Linked DNA regions of Alosa sapidissima: region 1 is linked to region 2. A link is a contact called in public Hi-C data. All regions are on one chromosome and are shown on one strand. Each heading gives the region's core, a stretch centred on a gene start, on an enhancer-like site or on the middle of the called end of the contact. The rest is flanking DNA. Distances are from core to core; before and after follow the strand shown. Region 1 holds the start of pcid2 (PCI domain-containing protein 2). Region 2 holds the start of ercc5 (DNA repair protein complementing XP-G cells).

The links. Hi-C and Micro-C count contacts between places; a contact is called where the count stands out from the background.
Region 1: a Hi-C map of muscle shows a contact between it and region 2, with 10 times the contacts expected there. The contact joins the promoter of pcid2 here to the promoter of ercc5 in region 2. A contact is called at or near these places in 2 of 2 Hi-C or Micro-C datasets (both in muscle).

Annotation. Positions count from the first base shown.
Region 1 is chr23:26,589,705-26,592,611 of fAloSap1.pri, forward strand. It overlaps pcid2 (PCI domain-containing protein 2), which reads right to left and starts at 1,460. Exons shown (of 15, transcript XM_042079738.1): 1 at 1,186-1,460; 2 at 265-327; 3 at 31-120. The coding sequence starts at 300.
Region 2 is chr23:26,325,033-26,327,879 of fAloSap1.pri, forward strand. It overlaps ercc5 (DNA repair protein complementing XP-G cells), which reads left to right and starts at 1,579. Exons shown (of 17, transcript XM_042080344.1): 1 at 1,579-1,990; 2 at 2,212-2,317. The coding sequence starts at 2,230.

The sequences.
Region 1 (2,907 bases), core at 210-2,709, 260 kb after region 2:
GGTAAGTGGCCATGCATGCATCAGTATTACCTGAAGCCTTGGATTGGCTACATGTGGGTGTTTAAAAGACAGCAGTTCTGCACAGAATGCCCCATCACGTGTTTCGATAGCCTCCACCACCTTTGAAACAAAATAAAAATGTGTTAACATCTCCTTGTAAAGCAAATGCTCTCTGCTTTTGTCCATAGCGACTTAAAGCCATATCAGTGAACATTACATTATCATTACAAATTATTAAACACAAGAAGAAGTTACTACACAGACCTGTTGTAGGTACTGGTTAATTGTTATGTGTGCCATGTTTCTCTTCAGGGTGTCTGTTTAAACCTGAAAAACAGTAAGATGGTTAATGTTAACATCATGATTATTTGGCCAGGTGGAATGGATCTGGTTAGGAATTTAGCCATAACACCAGGAAACCCCTTCCCTAGTGTTTGAGATGAGTGTCACAGGGTCTTTTTTATTACCTCGGTGCGGTCCAAAGGACCTCAAAGGACGCATCTCCTACAGCAGTGTCCCCGTCACTGGTATGAGTGATTGAGATTGGTCTTTAACCAGGGGGAAGACTGCCCCCGACTAGTTCAACACCACTTCCAGCAGGATCTTAAGTTTTTCAGGAGGTCTCAAAGTACTTGCCAAGCCCGCACCTGCTTAACCTATCTTCAATCATTCAACAGAGACAAGGTATCTCTAGGCTATCTGTTGGTCTTGTTGCTAGCTACGAATCCACACGTCGGTGTTCCGCGTCTGACTATCCATCAGAAGGCAAATCTGCGTTGGTGTGCCTGACACACCGGTCGACTTGCCACAGTGTAGTTACACGTGCCCGAGTCGTGTTATAATAACAATTAGTGTTACAAACTAGTTAGGCCCACTTAAGAGTAGCGTAGCCTACAACCAAAGATCCTCCAACCCACTGCTACAACAGCGCAACCAAAGATCCCTCTCTGGTGCAACTACCACAAGAACCCACCTTTTCGTATACTACTACGTTAACTAAAATCACCGGGTAAACAAGGCCACATAGCTAATGTTAGCTGTGCACTGGAGAAACTGAACTGAACATACTCCCAAAGATCCTCCGCTTGAACCCTCTCTGATACTCCTGTGCAAGTTAACGTGACATTAGCATTTTACAGAAGTGAAACGCACCAATTATATACTCATGCGCATCACATTGCTTACCTCAAACACTCGCAGTGGTTCTTATCCTTTCTGTATGTATTCTGAAAAAACAGTACCCATGCTAGAAAGTACTTCAGTGAAATTTACGGAGCACTAAAATGTGTGGTGGCCCATATGTTTAGCCCGCCAATGCACCCATCGCTAAGCCATGCTTTTTAAGTTTTCAAAATAAAAGTTTAAGCTTCACAAAATACAATATCAAGTAAGAACAAATACAGACTTCTAACAAACATGGCTTCAAAAAGGTACACTGACGCATAGGTTACAAAATAAAAACCTAGCCAAGCCAAACAACTTGAAATGCATTTTATTTATGCATAGGACTTATAATTTTGCAGCAGTTAGGACACAGGATACAGCAAAATATGGGGTGCGTTCGGCAAAACGTTCGGCACAGTGGTGCGCATACCTTTCTTTTTGAAGAATTCCTAAGCGATCGATGTAAATATGGGTTTTAACTAATAATAATAATAATAATAATAATAACGAGTAAGGTTAGCCCTATCTAGTTATATAACAAAACAAAAAAAACTTGGTGTCATTCACTTCTTTCTATTATTTCATTACTGAATACACTAACCACTTTGAAAGTCAGTGGTTGTTGCAACCATGGTTGCAACCAGTTGGGGAGAGGGACTTAAGTCGTCGGAGAGCTCCATTGTGTTCAACCCATAGTATAGTAGGCCTACCTGCAAACAATGTAAGAGGCCTCTGCTGACTGCATCAGTGCTCAAAGTATTCTAAAAATATATCAATTAATTGTTAATAACTAACTAACTTCTATTCAAGTCATAATTCTGGAACTTTCTGGTATAATTATTTACATTTTCTATTCACTCGTTCAAATGTTCATACTGAGTTCACAAAGTTCTCATCAGGTGAGTGAAAGTTAGAATGGTGGTCATTTCAGATGTTTCTGCCACCACTTCATAAAACTCATGGTTTGAGAACTTTAAATTATTTGTAGGATATTGCTTGTTCACAACTTGAGCTGTGTATGCAAAGTTCAGAGTTCAAAATATACTTTTGGGACTCCCTGCTTATAGTTTTGAGAATGCTATTATTAGTATTATTATTATTATGGTTACTGATATACTCAGAGTCTCTGGCCCTCTCTTAGTGCCATGCATAGTGAGCTGGCCCTCGGAAGAAAAAGTTTGGGGACCACTGAGCTAGAGGCTACATGTAGCACAAAACAATAACAATGACTAGCCTCCTGCTAATGCCCCTCGTGGCTCGAGAGAAACGCGTTCCTGTAGGGAGGGAAAGTGAAAACCAGCGCCCCAAGTGGTTGCGTTCCTATCGAAGAGCAGCTCCAATGTTAAGTCCCATAGACCTATTTTAAAAAAAATATTGTGAAGCCAAATCAGCGATGTTATCCACCAAAAATATTTTTCAGTGTCTATACAGTAATAATATTCTAACTGTGAAAATGTCAGACCCTATTTTGCCTTATTTAAGAAAATCGAAATTGCTCCTTTTGTTTCATAAATGAACTACAAAAGAAGTCACGTGACTTTACCCTTCAACGTTACTCACGGTAGCATCAAAGATCCTTAATAATCAAAGATCCTTAATATACATTTTTATCAACCGTCTCTCTGGTAGCATGGTTTGTTTATTAGCCTGGTTAGCATTGACACTTAACACTTACAGCTAGCTCTTCATGTGAGTAGAAGCACAACACCCGTTATCCTGACATAAAGGTTATCACCACACGGT
Region 2 (2,847 bases), core at 329-2,828:
TCTGTTCTCAACATTTGCAAGTGGCATGGTGGAATAGTGAATGTATTACAGCACTGTTCCCGGTAATATTGCGTTATAAAATTAAAACTGCACTGGCCCTTCCAAACCTCTTGTGATGGCAATATGCCCATCTAGCCAGCCAGTGATTTGCTTTAGGCCTTTTTTCTACAGCTGTTCTCATAACTTGTTGTGAAAGAATATCACAAAAGGAGAATTAAGATTTCTTATTTGAAAAGTCTCCCAGTTGCTTGAATAGTCAGTGCATCCTATCCTCTACCATGAATCATTGACAATTAAAATAAGTAAAACAGACCTTGATCTTACTTGTATTCTGTGCAGATCCTGTTAATCCTTGTTATTTTTGCTGTTTGACTAATATGAGCACCGGTCTTGAAATTAAGTCACTTTAAATCCATTGCATATTATTAGGGAAATTCCAGTTTTCTATCAATTCACATGACGCAAGTTGTTTTTTGTCCACCCACGATTAGGAATGGTGATTTCTGTTTATTTCTGAGGGCATTTTCACAGTGTTTCTCTAGAGTAGCTTAATCAACCTTTCAGAGAAAGAATATCCCAAGAAACATAAAAAGTATAGGGTAATTCTTTGTCAAATCTGATGTGGCTGTTATAGAGACCCGTGTCAGGTTTTGGTAAATCCTCCTTGTGGGCCTTTCTAACACAGAACTCTATTAACTCCCACTTCACCACAGTCACTCCATTCATAGTCACATGTGGCAGTGGGTGGGCACTTGATTGGTACAGCCGTTAACTTTGGGATACACTCCTCGGATGTACGGTGTGCAGAGTTGTACTTTATGTTCTATTTGCTTCTATGCTGTAATATGTTATCTCCATGTTTCTCTTAGACCGTATGAGAAAACTAGTAGGATGAAGAAAAATCACCTAGAAACAGGCTTTCGAGGCTTTCACCCACATCTTCCAAGCTGATTTTGATCTTGTGACTCCATTCATTGCCCATTTTCAATGAACAAAATGATTCAAACAGTGGCACGCATAGCTTGAAGCATTTTTTACGTCCAAATTGCGGCCTGCCATTTGTGTCATCAGCCTTAGCAATCATGTGCAAGGCAAAAAGTGCTTAAAGGAACTGAAATAAAAGCCTCTTTGACTCTTTCTTTGATTTATATTATTAAAAAGTGTTTCCCAATTTTTCTGGGATGTCTCCTTTTTGTTTCCCCTAATTGTTATGCTTGCAATTGACAGCCTAATAAGTGCCACTTAGATAGATAGATAGATACTTCTATCTATCTATCTAAGTTGCACTTATTAGTTGTTGGTTATTAGTTGTATTAGTTATTACTTGAACGTAAAACAGAATCAGATCGTATGTAGTGTAGGCCTACATAGCTTTGGTCAATGTTACTTACTCGGGACCAACCGACTTCAGGAATCAACAATAATGTCTAAACTTTGAGCATTATGTCAAGTCTGGCGGTGTTGGATCCGCGCAGGATTGCGTCAAGTCGAACGCACCCCTTTCTTCCAATGACGTCTCCAATCACGTGGTAATTTGGTTTGTTCGAGAAAACTCAGGTTTAGTTAATTTTCCTTGGTCCAAATTGGGAAAACCCCTACATGTAGCCTATATGGGGAAAACTGCTAGAGCCACTATGAAGTGGGAGCTCCAACTTTAAAACCTGGGGGAATTCGATTAACCTTGACATCTGAAATTGCGTTTTAACGGATGAGGAGGCAGTGTTTCAAAACGAGCAACATAACCGTTGGTGGCCAACAATTGAACAGAAAATTCACTGATGAACCACGCATGTGGTCCGAACATTATCCGAACTGTACCCTACCGAACGCACCAACAGGAAGAGTTTTACGCCGAGGGTAACAGACTAGGCTTACTGTATATGCTTATAGCACATGACAGCTTTGCCTTTCTTCTTCAGAAATGTGGTATTGTGAGATGAGCGGCTCTGCCACCATCTTCCCGTTGAGCCCATTGTCTTCTCAATCAAAGGCACGACTCGTATTTCTACTTTTCTGCTGAAGCCTAACCTATGTTGGTAACGTTATAGTCAAAACATCCACCACCGGCTGTCGTTACCTAATCAGTTTATTACTAGGCTGTAGCCTCGTTTTATAACTTTACATCACGTTGTTCTTCTAAACACATGTGCGTAGTAATTCGTAGTAGTTGTAAGTTGATAGTGTAATTGTGTAGGCTATGTGTCTGAACAGGTGTTGTAGACCAGCGCCATGGGAGTACACGGACTTTGGAAGTTGCTGGAGAGCACCGGGAAGCCCATCAACCCCGAGACGCTGGAGGGGAAAATATTGGCTGTTGGTATCCTTTTGGCATCAGGGCGTTGCCTAACTTATTCAGTGAAAAATAAATTGAATAGGGTACCGTATTGAAGGAGACAATACAGAATGTGTCTCTGCTTGCATTTTTGACATTTTGACATGGTTATTGGATGAAACGTGTGCTTTTTTATCAACTGAGGGTAATTTATTTGCATTTATTTTTTATCACTTTTATGGAAGCAAAGACATCAGATATGGTGGACCGACAGACAGCACCATGGGTTTGAACTGCCTTGGGGGTCCATCTGCCTTCCATGGCCGAAGTAGCACACCCCAGTCCACAACTCTGACTGCTACAAAACCATGCATGCAAGCTTGGAAAGCCATATCCTAAATTATTGACAATATGAATATCAAAGTTAGTTGTAAACAGCTTACTCTGCATATTAAAGCATGTCAGTCAGACACGATTTGACCACAGAAAAGGACCATACATTAGTTCAGAGGGAAGAGAGAGGGAACCCCTTATCGTACAAAATTGTTTTGCTTATTAAATTGGACCAACAATAA